3 separate regions of the Sus scrofa genome follow, and regions 2 and 3 are each linked to region 1. Evidence: chromatin contacts called from public HiChIP or PLAC-seq data. All regions are on one chromosome and are shown on one strand. The core of a region is the stretch at or near the end of the contact, and the rest is flanking DNA. Distances in the headings are between cores, read along the strand shown.

The links. HiChIP or PLAC-seq counts read pairs in DNA pulled down with a chosen protein or histone mark.
Region 2: an H3K27ac HiChIP or PLAC-seq map of alveolar macrophages shows a contact between it and region 1. The contact joins the promoter of WDR83 here to the promoter of DNASE2 in region 1. A contact is called at or near these places in 2 of 2 datasets of contacts at active chromatin or transcription factors (alveolar macrophages and skeletal muscle).
Region 3: a contact with region 1 is called in an H3K27ac HiChIP or PLAC-seq map of alveolar macrophages. The contact joins the promoter of MAN2B1 here to the promoter of DNASE2 in region 1. A contact is called at or near these places in 3 of 47 Hi-C or Micro-C datasets (mesenteric adipose tissue, retroperitoneal adipose tissue and subcutaneous adipose tissue) and 1 of 2 datasets of contacts at active chromatin or transcription factors (alveolar macrophages).

What each region holds. Positions count from the first base shown.
Region 1 is chr2:66,147,590-66,151,345 of Sscrofa11.1, forward strand. DNASE2 (deoxyribonuclease 2, lysosomal) reads left to right here and starts at 2,482. Exons shown (of 7, transcript NM_214196.1): 1 at 2,482-2,669; 2 at 2,760-2,937; 3 at 3,032-3,088; 4 at 3,091-3,109; 5 at 3,644-3,756. The coding sequence starts at 2,575. It overlaps KLF1 (Kruppel like factor 1), which reads left to right. Exons shown (of 3, transcript NM_001134350.2): 3 at 254-911. The coding sequence ends at 429.
Region 2 is chr2:66,310,329-66,314,354 of Sscrofa11.1, forward strand. It overlaps WDR83 (WD repeat domain-containing protein 83), which reads right to left and starts at 2,511. Exons shown (of 9, transcript XM_003123321.6): 1 at 2,156-2,511; 2 at 1,953-2,073; 3 at 1,765-1,870; 4 at 1,472-1,520; 5 at 1,263-1,389. The coding sequence starts at 2,258. WDR83OS (WD repeat domain 83 opposite strand) reads left to right here and starts at 2,592. Exons shown (of 4, transcript NM_001001645.1): 1 at 2,592-2,671. The coding sequence starts at 2,622.
Region 3 is chr2:66,326,789-66,331,058 of Sscrofa11.1, forward strand. It overlaps MAN2B1 (lysosomal alpha-mannosidase), which reads left to right and starts at 2,263. Exons shown (of 24, transcript XM_003123314.4): 1 at 2,263-2,490; 2 at 4,039-4,141. The coding sequence starts at 2,329. WDR83OS (WD repeat domain 83 opposite strand) reads left to right here. Exons shown (of 4, transcript NM_001001645.1): 2 at 30-135; 3 at 635-732; 4 at 827-1,207. The coding sequence ends at 893. It overlaps LOC100736972 (a long non-coding RNA gene), which reads right to left and starts at 2,223. Exons shown (of 6, transcript XR_002341622.1): 1 at 2,069-2,223; 2 at 1,793-1,866; 3 at 626-707.

The DNA.
Region 1 (3,756 bases), core at 1,232-3,731:
CGACTTGTGTCCAGGAAATGAAATCGAGCCTGCTGCCAGGTCACAGAAGGTTCGGGGCCACAGAGGTCGCACCTGGGTGCAGACTCAGGCTCTCCCTGGAAGAGTGCCTCCTTAAATTTTGCACCCTAGGCCCTTCACTTGCCTCATCCTAGTCCCAGCCAAGGTTGGGCAAAGGAGTGCGGCCCAATTCTGGAGAGGACCCTGGAACCAGGTGGGACAGACAGTGGCGCTCAAAGCTCCCTCTTCCCTACAGGGGAGAAGCCATACGCCTGCACGTGGGATGGCTGTGGCTGGAGGTTCGCGCGCTCTGATGAGCTGACCCGTCACTACCGAAAACACACCGGACAGCGCCCCTTCCGCTGCCAGCTCTGCCCGCGAGCTTTTTCCCGCTCCGATCACCTGGCCTTGCATATGAAGCGTCATCTTTGAGCCCAGCGCTGGCACTTGGACCTTCCCCAGGGACTGGGGTTGGAACCCGAATGGATCCACACAGGGTGGTTTTCCCTCAGATGAACCCTTGTCAGGACTCTTGGCCCCACAGATCCACCATAAGATCAAGGACTGGCCCATAGAGAGACCTGAGGGAGCCTCCAGTGAAAGCTCCCACATGTCCTTGACCACAGGGAGCCACACAGTGACACACAGTCACATAGACCCGGCAAGATAGACCTCCAAATAAATGGACTCGGGTGGACACTTAAACACTTCTGACAAAGAGACAGACCCTCAGAGAGCTGGACCATCAGACCAGTTCATAGGTGGCCCTAGAAAGCTGAAGGGGTTGTGGGATGAGGCTTGTCAGAGACCCTGGTTCTAGAAGACTTCACACTGTGACTCCTGAAGCTCCACATAGTGGCTGGCATCTGCTGTGAATGGTTATGGGTCCTGTAAAAATGCCCCTCCCAGATAAAGCTTCAGTGTTTGTCTGACTTCGTGGGTTTTGGGTGCTGGAAGATGGGAGGAAGCTGTAACCTCAGAGGTGGTATGGGGTGGGGGCAAACACACACTCTCACCCTCATATCATAAGGCTGGGCAATCCTCTTTGGGCACAGCAGGCCTTGGCCGCTCCCCCACCCCAAGGTCAAGCTACCTGGTTCTTGCCTCCTGCCTTGAAATCCAGGGACGTTCACATCCTCCATTTAAGAACCCTCAGCTGGGTGCCAGAGCCCCAGCATCCTTCACCCTGCCGCAATCCAAAGTGAACCCTCGAATCTTGGGGGTGGGGGGTGGGGGTGGGACACGCAGAATGAAGCGGGAGGACCAGGAGCCCAAGCGCCTTTTTTTTTTTTTTTTTGTCTTTTTGTCTTTTTGCCATTTCTTGGGCCACTCCCACGGCATATGGAGGTTCCCAGGATAAGGGTCTAATTGGAGCTGTAGCCACCGGCCTACACCAGAGCCACAGCAACACGGGATCTGAGCCGTGTCTGCAACCTACACCACAGCTCACGGCAATGCCGGGTCCTTAACCCACTGAGCAAAGCCAGGGATAGAACCCTCAACCTCATGGTTCCTAGTAGGATTCGTTAACCACTGAGCCACGACGGGAACTCCCCAAGCGCCTTTTAAGAGAGCAAACCTTGGGAGTTCCCGTTGTGGTCCAATGGGTTAAGAACCTGACATATTGTTGATGAGGATGCGGGTTCCATCCCTGACCTCGCTCAGTGGGTAAGGATCTGGTGTTGCCGTAAGCTGCAGGCGTAGGTCGCAGATGAGGCTCGGATCCCGCATTGCTGTGGCTTGGGCCAGCTGCTGCAGCTCTGACTGGTCCCCTAGCCTGGGAACTTCTCTATGCCTCAGGTACGGCCCTAAAGAGAGAGAGAGAAAAGGCTAGGCTGAGGGTGAGGGAGAGGGAGAGAGAGAGGAGTTCCCGTCATGGCTCAGCGGAAAAGAATCTATTAAACATGAGTACCTAGGTTCAATCGTGGGCCTCTCTCAGTGGGCTAAGGATCAGGTGTTGCTGTGGCTGTGGTGTAGGCTGGCGACTACAGCTCCAATTGGACCCCTAGCCTGGGAAGCTCCACGTGCTACAAAAAAAGAAAAAAAGAAAAAGAAAAAGAAAAAAGAGAGAGAGAAAGCGAGAGAGAGCAAACAAGAAGCCAGGGTCAGAGTGATGGAGTAGAACGAGGTTACATGCAAGAGTGTTGATTGAGATTAGCCCGAATTGAAAGAGACGGAGGCAGGGCCTAGTGAAGAAACGTGTGCTGTGATTGGCCAGGAGCAGAGTCGGAGCTCAGAGAAGGGAACCACCTTGCCGTGAGGGGGCGTGGTCTATGCCGAGCCAGAGGGTGGAGTCTATCCGGGACCAGTCCGCCACCAGCAGGAGCTGGCTGCACACAGGCCGGAGCGGGGGTGGGAGCCTACGGGAGTGACTTGCCCAAAAGGAAGCCCCGCGCCCCCCACCGCCCTCCCCGCCTTTTCAAATCTCTGATTCTCGACTCGCGGGCGGAGTCTCTGTCCTCGTGAAGTCCCGGGTTTGGGGTTTGGGGAAGTGAAAGTCAAAAGGGGCCGGGCTGGGCAGAGCTCGTGACCCCCGCGCCTCGCTGTCCCAACACAGATTCCTAGACCTTTAGCTGTATGGCCACGCTGAGCCCCCTGCTATTGGCCGCGCTGCTCTGGGTCCCTGTGGGGACCCTGACCTGCTACGGAGACTCGGGGCAGCCTGTGGACTGGTGAGAAGGCGGGCGCTCCGGGGATTGCTGCACTCCTGGGTGAGGACTGGGGTTCCATCTCTTCATTTCTGTCCGTTCTCCAACGTCCAGGTTCGTTGTCTACAAGCTGCCGGCCCACAGCAGTCCCGGAGATGTGGCTCAGAGCGGGCTCCGGTACAAGTACTTGGACGAGGAGTCAGGAGGCTGGCGCGACGGCGCGGGGTCCATCAACAGCTCCACAGGCGCCTTGGGCCGCAGCCTGCTGCCGCTGTACCGAAACACCAGCCAGGTGAAGGGACCCCCAGGGTGGAACTTTCGGTAGGACTCTAGAGTGGGCCTGACCCGCGGGAAACCTTCACGTTGCCCTTGTCCATCTTCCCCAGCTAGCTTTCCTGCTCTACAATGATCAACCGCCTAAATACAGAGGATCTCAGCACTCTTCAACCGTGGGCACACGAAGGGTGAGGCCAGACTGGGGGTGCGGGGAAAGGGTTTTGGTTTCCCTCTGCATTTTCCCCAGCTTATCCTGGGCCGGGGGGTGGGGGTGAGGATGAGGGGGGACTGTTCTGTCAGACCCTAGGCATGTTTTTCCTTTTTCTTTTTCTTTTTTTTTTCATTTTTGGCTGCCCGGAGGCATAAGGAGTTCCCAGGCCAGGGATCAGATCCCAGCCACAGTCTCAACCTAAGCTGAAGCCAGGTCCTTAACCCACCATTTGGGGTTAACCCACTGTGCTGTGTGGGGTCGGAGATCAAACCCAAGTCCCAGTGTTTCCTAGCCTCCAACAAGCCCTTTGTGCCACAGTGGAGCTCCTGTTTTTCCTTACATCAATGTTGTCCTTCTTCTGGGCTATGAGAATTTATGGCTGTGGAATCTGAGCTCAGCAGTGGTCCTGACACTGCCTCCACAATCTCCAGACAAAGAGTGTTCCTGGTTGCACATGTGCTTGCCTGTGACTGCCTCAAGCAGTCCCCCTGACCCCCAATTTTTGGTTCAGGTGTACTGCTCCTGGACCAAGAAGGGGGCTTCTGGCTAATCCACAGCGTTCCAAACTTCCCTCCACCTTCCTCCTCTGCTGCATACAGCTGGCCTCCTAGCGCCCGAACCTAT
Region 2 (4,026 bases), core at 1,261-3,760, 160 kb after region 1:
GAAGTGAATTCATGAGTGGAATTCTGAGGCACTGGCTTTTTTTTTTTTTTTTTTGTCTTTTTGCCATTTCTTGGGCCGCTCCCATGGCATATGGAGGTTCCCAGGCTAGGGGTCAAATTGGAGCTGTAGCGCCGGCCTACGCCAGAGCCACGGCAACTCGGGATCCAAGCCGCGTCTGCAACCTACACCACAGCTCACAGCAACGTGGGATCCTTAACCCACTGAGCAAGGCCAGGGTTCGAACCTGCAACCTCATGGTTCCTAGTCGGATTTGTTAACCACTGCGCCACAACAGGAACTTCACTGGCTTTTTTTTTTTTTGTCATTTTTGGCTGGCCCAAAGCATATGGAGCTTTTGGGCCAGGGATCAGGTTGGAGCCACAGTCTTGACCTAAGCCACAGCTGCAGCAATGCCTGATCCCTAACTCACCATGCTGGGCCTGTGTCCCAGTGGCTCCCAAGATGCTGCCAATCCCATTGTGTCACAGCGGGAGCTCCCTGAGGCACTGGCTTTGAGACTCGGACCTAGGGGCCAACCAGGTCCCGTTCCATCTGTTTTGGATTTGTACCAAGCTCCCTCTCAGGGCCAGACCCCATGTGGGGGCTTGGGGACACAGGTGCTGCCAAGCCAGAGGCACTTGCTGCCAACATAGAGCCTTGATGACTGAGGGTAATCCCCGCCCTGAGGAGGTAGCATCTGAATTGGGACTTGGGGATGAGAAGGAGCCAACCGTTTGCAGTCCAAGTGGAGATGTGTGGGAAGTGGGCCAGCCCACAGGCTGTGCAGTCCAAATGCTCCCCCACCACTCAAGGTGTGAAATGACACTCAGGCTGTGGCAATGCTTAGGCAGCTCTGCGTGGTTTTTTTTTTTTTTTTTTTCAGTTGTTTGCCTCCTGTAGCTAGAATGTCGACTTTATGTGGGCAGGTGTTTTTCCTTATTTCCCTATCTTGTTCATTGCTGTATGCTCACTGACTAAAAAAGTGACCTGCAGGAGGTGTTCAGATATACTCTGAATGAGTAGCAGAGGGGCGGTCCAGGCAGAGGGAAGAGCAATTGCAAAAGGAGGTCCTGGGGTGGGAGCATGTGTGGCATATTTAACAGAAATGAGGCCAGGAATGAATAAAAGCTCAGAGTACAACAGGGACTAGACCATAGAGGGCCTTGTAAGCAAAGCGAGGAGAGCAGATTTTAATTTTCGGACAGAAGCAGCTACGATCCCTCCTGGCACCTGGGGAGGGGCAAGGTCCTGGCCCCACTCACCCTGCCAGGACTTCATGGTCCGACACCTTCACACTGGATATGCCATCCCTGGCTTCATCCAGCGTCTGTACTGGCTCAGGTTTCCGAGAGCGGCAGTCCCAGCAGCGCACACTGGAATCGATAGAGCCTGTGTGGTCAGCATGAAGGTGGATCAGGTTTGGGGGACAGAAGCAGCACCCTGGGCCCACCTGCCTAGGCCCCGCACTCACCAGACAGGATAACTGTGGCCTCTTCATTAAACTGCACTGTGTTCACCTTCTGTGAAATGGAACTGCTATTTAGAGAAGCTGGACTTTGGAGGATGGGGATAAAGGCAAGGGAAAAAGCTAGGGGTAGGGGAGGTGAAAGGTTTGTGGGGAACTACAAGGACAGGGCTTGGTAAGACGACCCTTGGGGAAGGGGAGGATCCTTGTGCTGTAACTGAGCAAATGGTGGTCCCTGTCACCACCTTCATGCAAATGACCATCCTCTCCAATTAGGCCACCTTCTTGCTTGCACTCACCCCAGCATGGCCCCGAAATTTTCGCACGACCTGCCCTGATGCCACATCCCACAGCACCACGGCCTTGTCCCCGCCGCCAGAACAGAGACTGCTGTTGTCAAAGGAGCTAGAGGGCAGAGGAGGGAAGGTTAACGTCGACCTCTGATCACAGCCTCAGCGCCCATATTCTGGCCTGGCCCTCAGCTCACCCGGCCGCGTCCAGCACCTCATAGCCGTGGCCGCTGTATGTCCGCAGTAGCGTCCCCCGCAGCGGGTTCCACAGTTTCAGGGTCTTGTCACTGCCGCAAGTCAGACAGTAATTGCCATCCACTGGGGAACACCAGGCAGGGGTTACTGGGTCTCCGATCTCAGGAGGAGGGAGGAGGACCCGGAATGAGATAAGGGCGCTCACCATTAAATCGCACGGCTCGCACAGCCCCCTGCCCGCAGTCCAATGTCTTCAACCGTTTCTGTGGCAGCTCCGGGCCACGTGGCTTTGGCTCAGGGAAAGCCATCGCACTCGGCTCCCTTCCTCGCCACCGAAGCTTTCCTTGCTCTGGGTGTAACCTTATTATTGTCCTCTATGGTCTACTTCCTATTTATCACTTCCGGATTCAATAGTTTCAGCTTTTTGGAGATAATATTGGGAATACTGAAGCCTGTTTCCAGTTTTCACTTTCTTTTCCCATTTCCTGTTTTCTAGGAATACTTTTGGCTTCCAATTCTTTCCCCTAGCTGGGAGAGTTCCGGCCCCCGCCGTTAGGAACGGAAGCACGAGGGCTGAGGGCGTTACTCCAAAAGCCTTCCTCCGTTTCCACATCGGAAGCTGCCAGAAGCTGCGACACCCGCAGCGGAAGAGGCGCGACTTCTGACTCGCTATGTCCGCTAACAGTATGTCGGACCCACGGAGGCCTAACAAAGTGCTGAGGTGAGGATCCTAGTTGTCATGGTGTTAAAAAAACGAAAAACAGCTGTAAATTTTAAGTTTCTAATTGGCTTTATCAAACGATTCATGGATTGGGCAGTATCCCATCTAGCAAGGGGGGGAAGGGGCTCTTAAGGGCTACGGAAATGGAAAGTTTTTTGAAGGCAGGGCAAGGAAGTCATAAGAAAAAAGGATTATTTTAGATTAAGTCACTTCCTTTTTGGGGAAAAAAGGGTCTTATTAGGTGATGGTTACCTCGTCTTCTTTTTGGGGGATGGAGACGGGAGAGGCACTCTGTAACAGACTAATGCGTTTGGTGCTGATCAGAAAAATACTGAGTGAACTCTTAAAACTACATTTTTTTGGAGGAGGTTGAAGCTTCAATTAAGTTAGGTATTAGGCCCTGCTTTGGTGGCTTGGCCCTAGTCCAAGTGACTCCGTTTTGGGCCTGTGGTTTTTTTTTTTTAAACAGTGCCCCTCTTTTGATTGGACTCTCAGCTTGACTGAGAGGTGTAATCAAAACTTAAGGCTTGGAAAGATAAAAAAAAAAAGAAATAAAATTTAAAAAAAAGGCTTGAGGAGTTCCCTTGTGGCTCAGTGGGTTAAGGATTTGTCTCTGCAGCAGCTAGGGTTGTTGCTGTGGCGCCTGTTTGATCTCTGGCCCAGAAACTTCCACATGGGGGCGAGGGTGGCCCAACCAAACCAACAAATAAAAAAACACTTCAGGTGTGAGAGCCATTACCCACTGCTGTGTTTGAGGTTATTGTAGTTTTTGTTGTTCCTTTGCATGGTGTTCATAGGTTTTTATATTTTTGCTTAACCTCTGTGATATTCACAGGTCCTGACTGGCTTCAGGTTCACCATCTTTAAGTTGGTCATTCTCTTGTTCCTTTTCTGATGTTTTAGGGAGATATTCTGCTTGGTGGTTAGCGGCTGTGAATATACATTTAAAGCTCTTGAGAGAATATGGTGCACCAGGGAGATTATTATGATTAAAATAAACAGGATAATTTGCAGTGTTTGGAGTGCGCTTTGGAGCTGTGGTCCTCAGCACTCAAACCAGTCAAAATTAAAATATATCAAAGAGTATCCCATTGAAGGAGTCACTTTTTTTTTTTTTTTTTTTTTTTTTTTTTGGCTTTTTAGGGCCACACCTCTAGCATATGGAAATTCCCAGGCTAGGAGTCAAATCAGAGCTGCAGCTGCTGGCCTGCACCACAGCCACAGCAACGCCAGATCCTTAACCCACAGATCCTTAACCCACTGAGCCAGGCCAGGGATTGAATCCGCATCCTTATGGATACTAGTCCTGTTTGTTCCACTGAGCCACAACAGGAACTCCCCCCGCCCTTTTTTTT
Region 3 (4,270 bases), core at 1,013-3,512, 180 kb after region 1:
GAGCACCCCTGACCCTGAACCTGCTGCAGGTACAAACCCCCGCCCAGTGAGTGTAACCCAGCCTTGGATGACCCAACACCAGACTACATGAACCTGCTTGGCATGATCTTCAGCATGTGTGGCCTCATGCTCAAGGTGGGCAGGGCTGTTTCCTTCCAGGTAGCTCTACCTGGCACTGGGGAAGGGATGGATTCAGAATGAAGCAGGGCCAGCACTGAGGGGTCAGGGCTGGGGTGATGCTGGGTGAAGAAAGCCAGAGCTCTGGGGGAAGCCAAGGGTCTGGGTCAGGGTAGGTACATGGGAGATTGGTCTGAGGATGGGGCCAGGTTTTAAAGCATCTTGGAGGGGACTGGTGGAAAAAAGGTGGGGTCCTTAGTGTGATGGGGGATGTCAAGGGCCATTCTCCTTAGGCCTGAGGGGATGTGGGGTCAGACATGCAGGACAAGGGAGTAGGACCAGTGCTTTGGTACCGGAGTTAGCTATGGGGGCCTGGGACTGTGGGACTTTGTGGGGCAAGGTTTGAGCTGCACCAGGTGGACTTGGGGTTGGCACTGGTGCCTGGGAATGGCCCTTATGTGGGCTCATTAGGGTGCCTCTCACTGACCTAACCCATCCATCCACTTACCTCTCCCAGCTGAAGTGGTGCGCTTGGGTTGCCGTCTACTGTTCCTTCATCAGCTTTGCCAACTCCCGGAGCTCTGAGGACACTAAACAGATGATGAGTAGCTTCATGTGAGCCTGGGCCTGGAGAGGGAGGGACTCCTGGGTAAGGGGAGGGGATCCCCAAGCCTATCCATCCTGGACTGACTCCTCTCTCCTGTCTCAGGCTGTCCATCTCTGCTGTGGTGATGTCGTATCTGCAGAACCCTCAGCCCATGACGCCCCCCTGGTGATGTCAGCCTAGAGGGGTCCCATCCTGGACCCCTCTGTCCACCTTGCCCTAGGCCTGGGCCTTGGCTACTCAGTCTCTGGCCCTCAACTGCAGTCCTGGGCTTCTCTGGGTGAGGTAGTCTCAGGGCCAGCAGGTGGATGGAGGGAACTTGGCTCTGTCCCTGGGATCCCACTTCTGCTGAGGCAGCGAGGGGAATTGCATAGGCCAACCCACTCCTGCCTGCCTTCCCCACCCTGCCTGCTGCTGGGGGAGGTGCTGTCCATGTTTCCAATCATTTTCATGTTGAAACCAGTTAATAAAGTTTTGCATTCTGGATGTTCTCTGTGACCTCACTCTCCGGTGCATTGTGGGTGCTTGTCTTAGCAGGGGGAAGGGCTCCAGTTCTTCCACTCTGTCAGACCTTGGGTGGGAGCCTTAGTTTGGAGACTTCAGGGTAGTTTTCTTATTTCACACGCCTCCAGCCCTAAGTCCCCTGCCAGAGACAGAACAGTGATCTTTGCCCTCTGGCAGCAGGGCTAATCTGAGGAATCTGGGCTTTGGTTTTCTTTCTTTTTTCTTTTTTTTTTTGCCTTTTCTAGGGTAGCTTCCTGCTGCATATGGAGGTTCCCAGGCTGGGGTCTAATCGGAGCTGTAGCTTCCAGTCTACGCCATAGCCACAGCAATGCGGGATCCAAGCCGCGTCTGCGACCACAGCTCACAGCAACACCGGATCCTTAACCCACTGGGCAAGGCCAGGGATCGAACCTGCAACCTCCTGGTTCCTAGTCGGATTTGTTAACCACTGCGCCACAATGGGAACTCCTGGGCTTTGGTTTTCTTATCAGGGGAATGGGGGTACTGTAAGCAAGTCAGATGTACTGGTAGGGACCAGGGAAGGCAAGAAAAACCGTTTTCCCTTACCTGTGAAGTTCTCACTCTCCTCTCCAGAGGACATCCGTGTCTCTCCCAAGGCTGGATGCCACCCCTCCCCAGCGCTGTAAGAGGCAATTCCTTTACTCAATGTCTCAATCCGTAGGACAGAAAAGGGCACCCATTAACCTCTGCTCCTGGCCAAGCTAGGTTCCTGGCGGACCCTAGCCCTGAAGGTCAACGGCATACCCTAGGATTCTACGCACATATTTTACTTCCAAGGCAAACCCCAGCACCCGTAGGAAAATCTGAGACCCCTGCTCCTACCTCCAAGGAAGCAGCTAGACTAAAACATTTTCTGAGGAAACCAGCGCCGGGAGGGGCTACACACACCCAGGGCCTCGCTGTACTCCTAGGCCCCCAGGGTACCCAGAGCTACTATCTCCGTCTCGTGACTCTCTAGGCCACACCCTAGCCCCGCCCTCGCTGGCACCCATTGGTCAAGCCGAATCCTGGGGGCGGGGCCTTTGCTGAGCCTAGGCCCGGCACGGGAAACCCCTGGAGGCAGTGGCGGCCGCAGCAGAGCCATGGTTGCCGAGGCGCGGTTTTGGGGGGTCCGCGCTGGTGGCGGCCAGGACGAGGCGGGGTCCCGGAAGCGCTCCGGCGCGCTGCAGCCACCGCTCCCGCCTTTCTCCTTCCTTTTTTTGTTGTTGCTGGCGGCGCACGGCGTTTGGGCCGCCGGATACCAGGTGAGCGTGGGCCCGCGAGCGGAAATGTCCTTCAACTTCCAGAGTGAAGCTCCCAGTAGGATTCGGGTCTGTGGGTGGCTCAGTTCTGTGGTGACTAGTGACTGGTTGCTAATATGACAGCATGGTCTGAGCATATGCTTGGTGTCATTGAGAGGTCTGGCTGTGTGTGTCTGAGAATGGCGCTGTCTGTATCTGCCTCCCTTGCTTCTGCGGGTTGGCTTACCTGGACTCTGCATACATTTACCGTTGCTGAAGATTGGCCTCTGTCCACCGTTGCCTAATAGAAACTCAGAGACAGAGTTTTGGGTGAAGGAGAAAAAAAATAGCTTTATTGCTTTGCCAGGCAAAGGAGGGTCACAGCAGGCTAATACCCTAAAGACTGTGCCCTCCCAATGCCATTGGAAAGAATTGCTAGGAGTTTTATAGTAAAAAGAAGGAAGACAGATTTTCAAATAGGAATCAAGGATTGGAACAAACATGCATTCTTCTTTCTTTGGGGGGGATCTTAGTCTTCAAAGCTGGAGTCAGGAGATATCAGCATGATCACAATGGTGGTCTTCTGGGTTGTCGCCTAGAAAAACAGTACTTGGGAAAAGGGTATATTGATCAGAGATTAGAACAAACTAGGGAAGTTCCTGAAAAAAAATCATGTGCTAATAATATTTAATCCACAGGCAATTGTGCTCAGGACGCTTAATCTTTAGTTTACCTGTGACTGTTTAGGGTGCAGTTAAGCCAGGGAGAAGGACAAGGAAAGACTCTAAGCTGTTCAATTTTAAAGTGTTCATTTCTAAAAGAAGCATAAGTAATATAACTTTTCTCTTAAGCGTATAAGATGCCTATATTATTATGTGTATCCCTTGAGAGGGAACCAGGATCCTGTCCCAAGGCTGTACTATTTTTTCTTGACTGTTCCTCCCTTGTCTTTGTATCTCCTTGCTTCCCTGTTCGGCAACTGTCTGAACCTCCCTGGTAACTCAGGGAGGGTTATGGAAGCTGAATGAGGCTAATTTCTTAAGAACAAGAAATGGGGGGCACAGAAAGGCTTTTGTGCCCAAGAGCCCCACAAGGCCCTGCTCAGTTACATTACCTGTGTGATTGGGTGTGAGCCAGCTACTAGCTATGTGTGTGGCCTGGGGGCTTGTTGAGAGCTGGGAGTCTGCCTGAAATTGCAGTCTGGCTCTTTCACTTCCTGGCTACATGACCTTACCCAAACACTTACCCTCTCTGATCCTCAGTGTCTGAAAACAGGAAATATTGTCCCCGAACCCCAGGGTGGCTGCTTGGTATTTGCAAATGTTTAAGAAACATTACCTACTACTATTTCTCCAGGGTGTGAATGAGAGGTGCTCTAAGAAATGGTGCCATTGGGAGTTGCATCTGTGACATAATTATGTGTCCTTCCTGGGAGGGCCTGGACCCACTTCAGTCTCTTGCCTCTAAATCAAGACTTACCTTGTGTCCTCTCCAACCCCCCACTGCAGCCTGCCTCTTAACCTTGGGGTTACTGACAAAGTATATGAGAGTGTGTTTGGGGTCCCTATGCAGACATGCCCCAAGGTGGAGCCGGACATGCTGAACGTGCACCTGGTGGCCCACACACATGATGACGTGGGCTGGCTCAAGACTGTGGACCAGTACTTTTATGGCAGTGAGTAGAGGGTGGGGACTGACCGCCGGGACTCCTATGGCTCCTCAGAGCCCCTCAAATCCTTTTTTAGTTCTGGGCAATAGGGTGATGCCCAGCTTGGGCTTCTGTGTCTAAGAAGATTGCCCTTGG